4 separate regions of the Sus scrofa genome follow, and regions 1, 2 and 3 are each linked to region 4. Evidence: chromatin contacts called from public Hi-C, HiChIP or PLAC-seq and promoter capture Hi-C data. All regions are on one chromosome and are shown on one strand. The core of a region is the stretch at or near the end of the contact, and the rest is flanking DNA. Distances in the headings are between cores, read along the strand shown. Region 1 holds the start of FAXC (failed axon connections homolog). Region 2 holds the start of CCNC (cyclin C). Region 3 holds the start of USP45 (ubiquitin carboxyl-terminal hydrolase 45). Region 4 holds the start of PNISR (PNN-interacting serine/arginine-rich protein).

What was found. Promoter capture Hi-C pulls out the DNA fragments that hold promoters and counts their contacts. Hi-C and Micro-C count contacts between places; a contact is called where the count stands out from the background. HiChIP or PLAC-seq counts read pairs in DNA pulled down with a chosen protein or histone mark.
Region 1: an H3K27ac HiChIP or PLAC-seq map of skeletal muscle shows a contact between it and region 4. The contact joins the promoter of FAXC here to the promoter of PNISR in region 4. A contact is called at or near these places in 1 of 5 promoter capture datasets (fetal liver), 2 of 47 Hi-C or Micro-C datasets (brain and skeletal muscle) and 1 of 2 datasets of contacts at active chromatin or transcription factors (skeletal muscle).
Region 2: a promoter capture Hi-C map of liver shows a contact between it and region 4, with 3 times the contacts expected there. The contact joins the promoter of CCNC here to the promoter of PNISR in region 4. A contact is called at or near these places in 3 of 5 promoter capture datasets (fetal liver, fetal skeletal muscle and liver), 10 of 47 Hi-C or Micro-C datasets (alveolar macrophages, epiblast stem cells, heart right ventricle and 4 more) and 2 of 2 datasets of contacts at active chromatin or transcription factors (alveolar macrophages and skeletal muscle).
Region 3: a contact with region 4 is called in a Hi-C map of liver, with 4 times the contacts expected there. The contact joins the promoter of USP45 here to the promoter of PNISR in region 4. A contact is called at or near these places in 5 of 47 Hi-C or Micro-C datasets (alveolar macrophages, fibroblasts, liver and 1 more) and 2 of 2 datasets of contacts at active chromatin or transcription factors (alveolar macrophages and skeletal muscle).

Annotation. Positions count from the first base shown.
Region 1 is chr1:66,307,231-66,310,602 of Sscrofa11.1, forward strand. FAXC (failed axon connections homolog) reads right to left here and starts at 1,887. Exons shown (of 6, transcript XM_021090274.1): 1 at 1,519-1,887. The coding sequence starts at 1,784.
Region 2 is chr1:66,497,528-66,500,931 of Sscrofa11.1, forward strand. It overlaps CCNC (cyclin C), which reads right to left and starts at 1,517. Exons shown (of 12, transcript NM_001190160.1): 1 at 1,360-1,517. The coding sequence starts at 1,391.
Region 3 is chr1:66,452,358-66,456,097 of Sscrofa11.1, forward strand. It overlaps USP45 (ubiquitin carboxyl-terminal hydrolase 45), which reads right to left and starts at 2,449. Exons shown (of 18, transcript XM_013992722.2): 1 at 2,354-2,449.
Region 4 is chr1:66,379,838-66,383,303 of Sscrofa11.1, forward strand. It overlaps PNISR (PNN-interacting serine/arginine-rich protein), which reads right to left and starts at 1,617. Exons shown (of 12, transcript NM_001113439.1): 1 at 1,514-1,617.

The DNA of each region.
Region 1 (3,372 bases), core at 637-3,136, 72 kb before region 4:
CAAGGTCATTTCAGCAAGGTTTACACTCAATCCTGTGAAGCTGTCACTTCTCTCACTCTCTCCACAACGTGGAGGACTGGTGAGAAGCCACATGGTTTGGGATCCTCAAAAGGCTGGGTATATAATCGTGAAACAAATGGGTTACCATTTCAATCACTGCACAAATGTTTTCATCTTTTCATATAGCTTGAAACCTAACTTGAAATAGAGTTCTAAAACTAGCAAATATATTTTTAAAAATCTAGAGAAATAATTCACTTAATCTTTATTTGGTTGAACTAGATTCAAGACACTGTGCTGAGAGAATTCAATGATAAGCTTAAAATCATTCTTGTCAATTATAGCCATATAGTATGAAAGCCAAGACACAGCCCCCGACCTAAATGATTTCTGCCCTCTCAGAGACTAGAAATATTTAAAATACCTGTTCAGCTGTCACAGTGTCCTCCTGGAATCCCCACAGGCCTGTTAAAGGTCACCCATACCTGTCTTTGTTTATAAACCTATTGTGTAGGATTCCCCCACTGAAAAAAGGCAGTGGAGACACATTTTTGCACTCTTTAGAAAATATTGGCCAAGAGGGACACTCTGAGCTATTGAAAACTGCTCTTTCTTGGTCATCTCCCAGGGACAGAGGCCTCAAACGCATGGAAATTTTAACCATAAATTAGCCAAACCACTGGTGGCAGCAGCCTATTATACTATTCTACTCAAAGAAAGATCTCCTGTCTGGCTGGATGTACCAACAGCAGGGGCCTCCATTTTCTGGTATTTCCATGTCCATCCTGTAAACATTCTGCGGCAGGCAGCAGAGGCAAGTGTTTACGGCACTGGGCAACTCCCGTGCACGCCCATGTGCTAATCCTGTCCTCGGCTCTCCTCCTACCGCTCACACAACAATGGCATGTAAACCTGAAGAAGGTGCTTAGCTTTAAATACCAGATCAGCGGATAACTGGGTTAAGGCTGCATCAAAATTGTACACCACTAACAGGGACCCAGAGGTCTCTGGAGCTTTTGCAATTTCAGCTTTTTGATGATGTTGACACTTGGGGAGGATAGTGGAGTACTAACCTTTAAGCGAAAGATAAGGTTAGTGGTTAATTTTCCAGCATTATCATCTATAAACAAATAGGGCATGTCACAAAAAATGGAACTTAGTATTTCTTCCGGGCCTAAGTCTATTGTTGCAAACACACTGCACTTAGGATCTTCATAATAGACTATTATGCTATGCTCCATAACAACCCAGAGAATTTTTGCTTTTAGCACCGAATGATTGGGAGACAAGTGTTTTTCTCCCTCCCAGTACCAGTTTAATTCTCCTGTTAACTCCAAGCTGCCCCTCACGGCCAGGTGACCACGAACTGCCTCTGGCGACAGGTAAGGACAGGACTCGGGCGTTTGGGCGGCGCGACCGAGGAGCTGGCATGGGTGTCCCCCCCAATCCCCACGCCTGCCCTGCCCTGGCCAGGTGCCCCTCTCTGCGCCCCTTCGCGGGGCCCTCTCTCCGGCTCACCTAATGACCAGGAGTTCGTGGAGCAGATACGCAGCTGCGGCCAGCAAAGCTCCCCCGGTCAAGTAAAGGGTTTTCTTCCACCAGGGATCGGAGCCCAGCCCTGCCATGATCCCACCGTAATCCTGCAAAGGGAAAGCGATGATGTCCCCATAAAAGGTGAAGGGCTCCTCGGACCCGGCCCACCAGCTGAAGAAGGAGACGCTCTGGTTCCAGCTCAGATCCACCACGCACGGCCTGGACGAGGCAAAGCCAACCCCCCAGTGCATGCTGCGCGGCTGGCTGCGGGCGCCCCTCCCAGGGCCCGCGCCGCCCGCATGGGAAAGGGCCGGCACGGCCGGGCGCGGGCTCAGCGGCGCTCTGGGGGCGCGGGCGGCGCGGGCGGCAGCGACCGAGGCGGCGGCGGAGGAGGCGGGAGGGCGCGGGCCGCGGGCGGCTGGCCTGGCCGGCGGGGCCCCGGCGCCCTGGGAGGCAGCGGCGGCCGCCGGCTCCCCCCGCAGCGGCCTCTCCGCGCCGCTCTTTGTGTCGGAGCCTGGAGAAGGCCGCGTGATGTCATTGCTCCCCGGGGCAGGGAACCAGAGGCGGGATAAAGTCACCTACCCCGCGCCCTGCCCCCGCCCCGCATCTCCGCGGTCCGGCGGCCTCCGCCCCGGCCGGAGCTGCAGGGCTGGGCGCGCCGGGCGGGCTCCGCGCCTCCAGCGGCACCGCCGGAACGGCTCGGCGCGCGAGGGCAGGGCTGCGGAGGTGGCTGGAAATGCAGCTCCGCCAGGAGGAAGCTGCAGTTGGGCCCGGATCTGCGTCCCCCCAACCCGCGGCGGGTCCTCCTCCTCCGCTCCAGCCCCTCCCGCAGACGCGAGAGCAGGGCGCGCGCAGGACTCACCTGGGGCCGCGCGGAGCTCCGGCAGAAACACCGCCCCGCGGGGGCTGGGGGCTGGGGGCCAGGGCCCGGGTTAGGTCGCGAATTGCACAGCTCTGGCCACCAGGAAAGCCCTGCCCTTGCAAAACTTATAAAAACACTCCTCTTACATTACACAGTTACCTAGGTCTTGGCCATGTGCTCAAGGAGAGATGTCTGATTTGATAAAGAACCACAAAAATGTACTCTAAAGAGATTTCCCCTCTGACAGATCCAGCCCAAGTCCAAGTCTTTCCCCTAGGAAATTATCACCAGGGAACTCTTGGCTATGGGGTGGTATTTTTCCTTTCCTTTTCGGTGCAAACTATCAAACGTTGTGTGTGTGTGTGTGTGTGTTGTGTGTAACAATTTTTTCCCTTTAACTTCATTTTTCTAAAGTTCATATGTACAAGGAATAGGACAGTGCTTCATAGAAATATATGATGTACGCACAAATTTTAGTACGAACATGGATAGTTTAAAATTGTTTGAAAGAGCTGAAAAGAATTCAAGTAGGGTGTTTATCATTCTTGAAGTGAAAGGATGGTTATGGGAACGCTCCGGGGTTTTGCGTGAGGGAACCGAGGTTGGAGTAAAGGGGACTCCCTTCTCCTACTGCACCAGCCCCTTACAACAGCAGTGTGTGGTCATATAGTTGATAAAATACAGGCGGGTTACCAGTCCCCATGAGATAATGGGAGGGGCTAGCCAGGCTGGTGCTCAAGCACTAGCATATGAGGGGCCCAAGCACCACTGTAGACGTTTGCCGGACCTCTCAGGAAGAAGCAGTGTGTGGAGTTGGAAGTTAACCTTCCATGAGCATGTTGCAAGGAATGGAATCCAAGGACCTCCCAGAGAAACAGAGGTGGTCACCCCACCGCCTTCTGGGGAGAGAGACCAGGAGGCTGCGTAGGAAGCAGAGTGGGCAGGTTTGGGATCAGAACAGGGATACTCTGGCAGAG
Region 2 (3,404 bases), core at 267-2,766, 120 kb after region 4:
ATTTTCAAGGGTTTGAGTCCTCCAGGACTAATGGAACTGGCAGGCAAAAACAGTTTCAAAAAAGCACATTTAATATTATAATAATGTTATATTTGAAAGGTGAAAATACAATTGGTTTTATAAAATGGATCTTGGCACCCTTTTGATAGACCAACAGCGAATGAAAACAGAGTGAGAATGCTTATCAAAAGGAGGTAGGATCTTTTTTTTTAAGGTCTGTGAACTTCTGATAATCAACAGCTAGTGACCTGTCAATTCTCTCAGTTTTTTTCAAAGCTTATCAGAACGCCTCTTCCTCACTATCTAAATTTTCCGTATTTTAATTTTGTCCAAATTATTTCAGTGAGTGAAAACAGTGCAAAATAAAAATGTGATCAGAAATAAAGCTTCTTTCTATACCATCTCATCTTCACGTAATCACTTTATAGGAAGAAAGCCTGCTTTTCTGAAAATAGATATCAAAGCCCATTGTTTCTTTTTTCTAGGTCAAACGGCTAAAAGACGGAAGGAACAACATAGAAATCCATCTTCTTCAAACTTAAAATTTAGTTACTAATGCTCTCCTGGCATTAAAAATTATTTGCACCATATCATCTTTATCAGATCTGTTCATTTTTCAACTACACAATGCAAAGTCTAGCCAATGTTCAATTAATCCCATCATCCTCTTTCGTACATGCTTAAAAAAACTTATTTAGGGAGAACTGTTTTCAATATTACTCTAATTCTTCCATGGTACTGACAGACACAAAAACTCACGAAAAAAAGGTTAAAGATATTGGCAAAGTCACTGGAAAATACACTTATTAAACAGAACATGAGGCGCAAATAAGTTCTGAGAGCATTTGCCCTATACCTTACAAACATAAAACTCCACCTAGGCTTAAGGTAGTGGCAGGAAGCGGTTAGTGAGCAGAATGACAAAAGATTACGATGCCAATCCACTGAAGAGATACCAGGCAAAAGGGAACAACAGTCCTCAAGAGCCAGTCTCATAGTTCCGAACTGTGCCACACTTGCAAAACCTTTGCCTACCCCATCCCAACTGCCGCCGGCCTGGTTCCTCCACCCACACCCCCTCCACCCCGCCTCCGCCGAGCTAATCCAAGAATCCGAAATTAAACTCTCGAACCTTCTTTCTCCGGAGACAGGACCCCCCCCCCCCCCGCGAAACCCGGCCAGGGGGCGGAATGAGGAGAGTCGCCAGAGAAAAGCGCACCTCGCTTCCGGCTGCCGCCACCTCCCGGGAGACTCCACCGAACTTGGGACAGGGATCCAGGCCAAGGAGAGTCGCAGGCCCGGTCCACACCGCCCCCCAACAAGAGCCCGCCCTGGACGAGAAGACGTAAGATCACTTACTAATGGGAGCTCTGCCAAAAGTTCCCTGCCATGGAACACAGCTTGCCCTGATAAAAAAGCACCAGCCGGTGGAGCGGCCCACAGAGCGACCATAGACCCAGCCCAACCGGTAACCGCGCTCCTCGATCTAATCTGCTGGGCTCGCTCCGCGGCGGCGACGGTGAGAGGAAGAGGATGGCACCCTATTCTCTTTGCCGCCGGCCGGCAACACTCTACTTTGTAAACCCGTTCCTATGGATAAAGGTTCCGGCCTGCCCCGCGACAGTGGAAGAGGCTGGCGGGAAGGAGACAGTCTTTGGGCGCGCTGAGATAGGCGACGGTAACTGGAAGGCTCGCGGCTCGCGGCGGTCGGGAGCCTCTCGCGAGAGTTTCGCGCCGGTTCCGGCTTAGAATCAGTGGGTTCCGGCCTAGAACTCGGGCGGCTCGGTATTCTGCAGTCGCTGCTCTTTGCGGGAAGGGCATGGAAAAGGGGAAGACGCTGCTCCCCACCCCAGTTCGGAGCAGACTTCCAAAGCAGTGCGGTGGCTTTGTAGTGAAGTATAAGATTTCCTGACTTCAGTTCCTTTTCTTGCTTTTGGCAAGAGAAAGATTATTGTAGCCTCAAGGACCTACCAAAACCGAGCTGCACCAAGCCAGATATGTAGTTAATGGAGTTCTTTTGGAGGGAAGCACAAACTTTTAGAGCAGCAGTACGTTTTTTTTTTAATGCCAGAGACTGACAGCTTTGTGTGTTTGTGTGTGTACCAAATAGAAACATACAACCAAAACAATCATTTAATTTTACGCAATTTCTTTTATCTTTGTAACATTGCATTTATTGTAAAGCTGCTAATTGAATCATTGGACACACACGAATAAAGTTTTTCACGGATGATCAGTGTTCCGAGGAAGCTCAAGACAGTATTTTTCACACAGTTAGGTTGTGGTGAAATTGAATATGATATGCATTTTCCTAGATAAAAATATCAGGTATATCAGAAATATCAAGGGCATTTATAATTTTTGATTCAGTTACATATGTATATGTGTACTTGGTCAGGATGTGAAATGAAATATATATATATATATATATATATATATATATATATATATATTTTTTTTTTTTTTTTAGGGCTGCACCCCAGGCGTATAGAGGTTCCCAGGCCAGGGGTGGAATGGGAGCTGTAGCTGCGGGCCTCAGCCATAGCCACAGAAATGCTAGGTCTGAGCCACATCTGCGACCTACACCGCAGCTCATAGCAATGCTGGATACTTATCCCACTGAGTGAGGCCAGGGATTGAACCAGAATCCTCACAGATACTAGTCGGGTTCATTATGGGAACTCCTGAAATGAATTTTAGTAGCTTAGTATTTTATGTCGCACTTCATTCCCATAAAGTGATGTAGGTTAGAAAGCACCCATTAAAAAAAAAGAAGAAGAAGAAAGCACCCATTAGTGGATGTCCTCCGATCTTGAAGGATCTAGCATATTTCCATCTTTCAACTTCAGTGGATCTTTAAGCAAGGGGGCTTTGAATTACAAGGGTCTTCTACAGGTGAATCTTACAAAAAATAAATATGGGAGTTCCCGTTGTGGCTCAGTGGGTTACCGACGAACCAGACTAGTATCCATGAGGATGCAAGTTTGATCCCTGGCCTTGCTCAGTTGGTTAAGGATCCAGCGTTGCTGTGAGCTGTGGTGTAGGCGCAGATGCAGCTCAGAGCTAGCATTGCTGTGGCTGTGGCATGGGCCAGCAGCTGCAGCTCTGATTTGACCCCAGCCTGGGAACTTCCATATGCCATGGATGCAGCCCTAAAAAAAGACCAAAAAAAAAAAAAAAAAAAGTTTAAAACATGGGAACTGAAGAAATACCAGCCCTTATGCTACTTAACAACAGAGGTTCAGAATTTCTTCAACTCCCTAAGGTGTTTTTTGTTTGTTTGTTTGGTCATCCTAATATCTTTCAGAAATACTGTAACAAATTTGCATTGTTAGATGTTTTTTTCTGTGTGCCCGTATTACACTTTGTTTCTACCACTAGACTAGGTTTTGTTTCAGGCCTAA
Region 3 (3,740 bases), core at 1,199-3,698, 73 kb after region 4:
TCCTACCCTCCTCTAGTGCACAGGGTGACAAGAGGCTGCATCTCAGCGAGTGCTTCCACAATCACCATAGCAGGGAAGGAAGAAAGGCAAGTGGCAAATGGAGTCCTGGTTCTTCAAGCTTCATTTGCAAGTGACACATGTCTGCTTATATACTACTGGCCAAAGCAAGTCATATGGCCACAGTCATCTTCAAGTAGACAAGGGGGCTGGGGGTGGGCATGAGGAGAGGATATGTGAACAAAGACTGTAACATTATCATGTACCCAGAAAGAACACAATATGTGTGCACAGCCTTAATGACCACCAGACCACTCCACTAACAGAACCCCAATCCTAGATGAGCTCTTTCTAGGATTATTAGCCACTTTCCTCATGTCTGCATCCAAGTAGGCTGGAGAAAGTCTTGCAAGAAAGGAAACTGGGTCTGCTAACTTCAGTCACAATCTCACATGGATCAAGACATCCCATCATCTACTACACCTTCTGGCCAACTTACTTACAGAGCCATTTGGCAATCTCCCAAACCTCCTACTCCTCCTTTCCCTACTCCTCCAAATATAATCTGGTATTCTGTTTTACTGAGAGAAAAGAGACATAATCAGATAGCAAATCTGATCTTTCTACCCTCAAACTTTTAACTTGCTGCCCTGAAAATAGACATAACAGAATCCCATGAGAAATTAGTCATTTTTTCACTCCCCATGAGAGTTTGATATAAATGAGCATTAACACATAGCTAAGGCTGGCAGAATACCCAAAAGAACAAGTCATTTGACCTGTGATCTATAAAAGACCTATGCCTATTTTCAAATGCACTGACTCTAACTTAACTTGGCCATGTCGAATCAATGTCCAGTGATTTTTCTGACACATGCAGTATGTCTAAACATAGACTCATTTTTGGACAGTAACCCACTATTTGGCATCACTTATCTGTATGGCTTTATTTTTCAATTCCCCTTTCAGGAAAAAAGAGACAAAATGAAAGTCCAATGGTAGAGCTTCAAATACTGTCACCAATACTGCATCTGGGGAGTTCCAATACCACCCTCCCATTTGGAGATCCACTAGAAAGACTCACGAGACCCAGCATATAGTTAGACTCATGGCTAAAATTTATTACAGCAAGGTAATATGGACACACAGACTGATCACAGGGAAAAAGACACAGGCCAAGTCCAGAGGAATTCATGTGCAGGCTTCCTCAGGTTCTCACCCTCCCAGGAGGGGTCAAACAAACCACACTCTTCCCCACAATGAGTAAAATCCAATAATGTCTGTGCAATGTTTCTGCTCAGGGAAATTTATTACAGACTCACAGGCATGGGATATTTATGGAAGCTGCTAACTTCTGCATAAACTGTATCCTACAGCATATTGTTCCCAGATGCTAAGCAAGGCCCAACTCTGCAAGCGGAACCTTCTAAGGAGAGCAGTCTCAGGCCTACTATGTTAAATCTTTTCAGCACAAATTAAGTTCTTCCAGTTTTCAACTCAACTTCTGCATTACCCTAATCTGTCTTTTCTCTAAGGTAGGATGTGCAACTAAATTGTTTAGAAATGTTTCATTTTTTAAAAAGGCCATGCATACAAAAGCCCCTACTCTGAAAAAAGAAAAAAAAAAATTTCCCCCAGTCTTGGGCAATTATTTTTGGCAGGGGTTCTGGGGAAGGGCGGAGAAAGACAAAACTCTCCTTTTAGATACCAGGCTCAAAAAGATGCACTTGCACTTACGTATTTAATTGTGCATGAATCTCATTAGGTTCTAAGCACTTCAGAGATAACTAACCCACCTGATCCTCACAATTACAATCATAACAACCATCTTATGAGATAGGTTACTATTGTCCCCCCTCCCCCCATTTTATGCTTAAACTGAGACACAAAGGGGTTAGGGGACTTGCAGAGGCCAGGAGCCACTAAGTGATGGATGAGGATTTGGACCCAGACAGTCCAACTCCAGGTTCCTAATACTACACGATACTGCCAGAAACCCGTCCTAAGACACGCTTCCTCCGGTCACAAAAACATCCAAAATTTCTGAAAAGAAAGTGAGCTGGGAGGTGTGAGCGAGGGGATGTGGGAAGCCGGAAGGGTGCTGAGCGAACGCGCCCCTAGGTCAAGGTGAGGCGGCCCCTGTCCCCGCCCCGCCTCCCCGGCTCCCCCCGCCGCGGCCCGGATGCCTGGCCGGCCCGGCAGCGCTCACGCGGCTGTTGGTGACCTCCTGGCGCCCCCAAGGATCGGAAAGGTGAGGGAGCGGAAGGGGCTTCTCTCCCCGGCGGGTCACGCCACAAGGGGTCAGGAACGAAGACAGAGAAACTGGGGCGACCCCAGCACCGCACCCCGGACTCACCCTGCCGGGCCGAGCAGCCGCGTCTACAACCAGAAGAAACTGCGCCTGCGCGGCCGTCTCTCCCGCTAGCGGGGGCGGGGCCTCATGTGCCGCCCCCACGCCACAGGAGGGTGGGGGTTCGGGACCGCCCCTCGCGTGGACGCGCACCAGGAGTTGGGTATGGATAGGGCGGGTCTGGCTTGCGTCAGTCCCGCGTCCTCTAGGTTTGCAGGGCTGAGTAGGCCCTGGCTAATCTTATAGTAATGTAAATAGACTCACAATTGGATCCTGGCAGTGGCCTGGAATTCGCAGCTCGGAGTCGAAATTGAGTCCCACTTGTTGCTGTGCAGACCGCTCAAACAACTTCCGACTTTCCAGCGTCACATTTCTACTGTGCAGTAAACTCATATCTAACATCATATATTTTCTTGCTTTTTCCCATTATTATTGTCTTACCCGTTGTTCTCTCTTCTTTGACAGTTAATTTCTTGACCTATACATGTATCTTTTCATCTGTTAAAGTGGTTTGCTCTTTGCATATGTTTAGTAAAAATAGTTGGTTGAAAAATACTTCGTTTGAATGATAATCATAAAAATCAACACTGGTTGTGGATAAACTGTACAAGTCTTATAAGCTTTCGTAATTTCAGCCAAGGAACAGATGGCCTTATGGATAGAGCCTTGGATTATGAGTCAAAGTTACTAGAAATAAATCCAAAAACTGATTCTCCCTTTAAAACTCTTGTTCATTTCTTACAAAAGAGGTAAAATTATTTCCATATAGCAAACTTGAAAAGGAGATTACTAGATATTTGCATTGTATGTATTGAAACCATTCATTCAACAACTGTAACTGAGTACAAATGTGTGGGCCACTATGTATCGAAGTACATAATCAAATTTCAGGGTGAGGGAATTTTTTTTTTCCCAAGAGAAAAAGAAAATAATCACCAAATAAGAATAGGCCATGTAAGTCAAAACAAAACTGTCTACATCATAAATCATTTAACATCAGATTTGAAACAGAACATGGAGGGGTAAAGGACATGTAATCTTAAGCAAATCTGCATAATTTGAAAGCTGAATTGCATTTCAGTAAAAGGAATGTTTAAATTGTGTCCTATGTTGGAATCCAATTTACAGAGGGAAAAAAAGAGAAGACTGAATTTGAAAATTGAAGTTTATGTCCTCTTCCTAAAGAAATTTAGGAATTATGCAAATCATCATTTAATACTTAAATCTTTCTTTCTTTTTTTGTCTTTTTAGGGCAGCACCTGTGGCACATGGAGGTTCCCAAGGCTAGGGGTCCAATCAGAGCTACAGCTGCCAACCTACACCGGAACCACAGCAATGCCAGATCCGAGCCGGGTCTGTGACCTACACCACAGCTCATGGCAACGCCAGATCC
Region 4 (3,466 bases), core at 367-2,866:
CCACTATAAGGCATTAAGGCCTAGCCTAATATCTCATTTCCTTCTTTAAAGACTCTATCTCCAAATACAATCATATTTTGAGGCACTGAAGTCAGGACTTCGCTATATGAATTTTTCAGCCTCTAACAGTCATTGAAAAGAAGGAAAGCCAAAAAAACCATCACAGCCAAGAGAAGACTAAGGACACATGACAATTAAATATCATATGATATTCTACATAGGATTTTGGCACATGAAAAGGACATTAGGTTTAAACTTAGGAAATGTGAATAAACTATGGACTTTAAGTGATAATAATGTGCCAATATTAGTCGATTTATTTCAACAAACGTACAATACTAATGTATGTTAATGAGAGAAACTGTGTAGAGCAAGCGGGGAGTTTATATAGGAACACTGTACTATCTGCTCAATTTTTCTGTAAACAGAAACTGTTCTAAAAAAGTATTAATTAATAATTTTTAAACAGAGTCTCAAGAGCATCTTAAACTGATTTACGGAGTTCCTGTCGTGGTGCAGCGGAAAGGAATCAGACTAGGAATCATGAGGTTGCCATTTGACCCCTGGCCTCACTCAGTGGGTTACAGATCCAATACAGTGATGTGTGGTGTAGGTTGCAGACTCTTCGCGGATCTGATGTAGCTGTGGCTCTGGCGTAGGCCGGCAGCTGTAGCCTGGGAACCTCCATGTGCTTCCGGTACGGGTCTAAAAAAAAAAAGAAAAAAAAAAAAAAAAAAACCCACCAAAAAACTGATTTACTGTTACTTTACCTACAGCCCCACAGCACCGTACAAAACAGTTTCACAGGTGAATCTTTAATGTTCTGGGTTTTGTTGCATTTGCCTTGCTGCACTCAAACCAGAAGTTACAAGTTTATTTTACTGTTCTATGAATTAACCACCAACAATCAGTTTGTCCAATACCCACGTTGTCTGAATGACAATAATACCCACAACAGGATACTAAAACTGAAATGCTGGATAGTACCTCTTTCTTTCCTTAAGCTTAACACATACATAGTGTCTATCACTTTAAAAACACAAGGCTAATACCAACTAAGGAACCTAACTGTAGTTAAAAGGATCTAGTTGCCCCTGACTGCGCCTGCGTAGTCGGAGCTTCACAGCACTGAAGGTTCAGGTCCCAGCACTCGCCTCCTCCGCCCCCTGCACCCCTTCCCCAAAGGGGGTTCCCAATGCGCACGCGCAGTGCTTAACGGCCGGTCAGGAGCCCAACAATCACTCCCTTCTCATCTGAAAGGAAACTCTCGTAGTTAAAGGGGGAGAAGTCGTGGCCATTCTTTTTCATGAGAACACTTCCTTTTCACCAGGAGCACCACCGTGATTCACCAAGTCAGGCGGATGCCACCGCTTTAAGGGAGATGAGGTTCCAGCGGTCTCGCCAGGCAGCGTACGCAGCCTACGTGTTTAAGTTATGCTACCTTCGCCACAGAAACAAAGAAGGTTGTAATGGCTCTGCAAATATCCACGCGAAACTGTTCTCCACGACTTACCCACTCTGGTTCCGGAACACTGTTGTTGCCACCGTTCGCGTAATACCTCTCCAACCCTTTCGATGCTTCTACTTCTTCACGAACAAGACAAGATGGCGCCCGATTGGTTTCACCCGGAAGTAAATAGTAATAACATCCGTTTGCCATTTGAAGCCATACTGTCCCCCAGGCTGGTCTTTGAGCACGTGACCGTATCCGGTTAACGTGTTTCGGCGCCATTTTTGTTGTGGGCAAAACCACCTCCACTATCTAGTCAACGCCGTACAAGTGTCTGGACACTCCCCTACGTTACTTTTTAATGTAGCCACCGACATGCCCCACCCATTTGAATCTTTACAGTGGGCTGAAAGCCAAGATTTTAAGTGTTCTGTAGAGAGCGCGCTCAAAATTCTTTAACAACAAAAATTTTTATTTTAGCAACGCGATCCTCCTTAAAGGAGAGGTATGTTCGCTTGCGGAAAGGGGACTGAGTTCCCAGCGCTACTTTCAGAGTACGGAGGGACCCCAGGATCAAATGAACTTGTAGGTTGCCCCGTGAGCCTTCAGCCGCACTTCAAGGGGAACCAGAATCTGGCCCCAAATCCCGGAGTGCTCCCGGCTTTGGTCTCACGGAGCGCCTCCCAGGACTTCGCGTCCAGGGACACCGGACGTTAGTGCAGTTGCGGGTCCAGCGGAGAACTTAGCTGACCCCGCGGCAGTCGCTCTTTGTTAAGCTCAAAAGCATCGCGCCCCCTTTTGGGGACACTTGTTCAGCTCTACCTCACCCAGCTAGTCCCGAAGTTTCGTTCTTTCCCCATGACCTTTAGGGGAAAGTGGCGGAGATGTCCAGTTTCCGTCCTGCTGCTCTTTTCTGTCAACCACAAGATGGCCTCCTGAAAGGACTTAAGCAATTCTTCCAATAGAATACTTTGATTCCATGGTGTTATAATACGAACAAAGGTCACGTATCAAAAGTATCGATTTCTAGGCCACGAGCTACAAGGAAAACAAAAAATGTTCCAAAGATACAGTATGTATTTCTCAACTAAATATTGGAAAGTTCCTTTCTAGAGAGTAACATGAAACTTTTGCGTGACTGAACAGAGTATACTAAGTATCTAAATTGTTTCATTGGGAATTGTGCAGAAGAAATAGCAAATTACAGTAGAAATTAAGTATTAAGAGTAGGAAGTTCTCTTGGGGTGCAGGTTAAAGATCCAGGGTTGCAACTGTGGCTTGGTTTCTATCCCTGTCACTGGGAACTTCCACATGCCGCAGGTGCAACCAAAAAAAAAAAAAAAAAGAAGAAAGCTAGATGGACAAAGAAGATAAATCTAGATAGATGCTATTTGCATGAAATTGTCTTCCTGAATAAACACTTGAAACCCAGATACTCCTGGATCAGTATTAGGACAAAGTCCAGAATGAAAAAGATCCAAGTGGCCCTCAAAATAAAACTTCATTGAAATTCCCTACTGGCCTAATGGTTAAGAATGTGGGCATTGTCTGTCACTGCTGTGAATCAGTTCCAGAGCCGTGGATCCAAGCCACATCTGCAACCTGTACCGCAGCCTGCAGCAACGCTGGATCCTTAACCCACTGAATGAGGCCAGGGATCAAACCCACATCCTCCTGGACTCAATGTCGGGTTCTTAACCCAGTGAGCCACAGTGGGAATTCCTAGACTGTCCTTTTATTTTATTATTATTATTATTATTTTTCTTATGGCCACCCTGTGGCATATGGAAGTTCCCAAGCCAGGGATTGAATCCCAGCCGCAGTTGTGGCAAGGCCAGATTTTTTAACCCACTGTAGGGGATGGAACTTGCACCTCCACAGAGACCCAAGCTGCTGTAGTCAGACTCTTTATTTTTTTTTAATTTTATTTTATTTTATTTTTTTTGCCATTTCTTGAGCCGCTGCCGCGACATATGGAGGTTCCCAGGCTAGGGGTCCAATCGGAGCTGTAGCTAG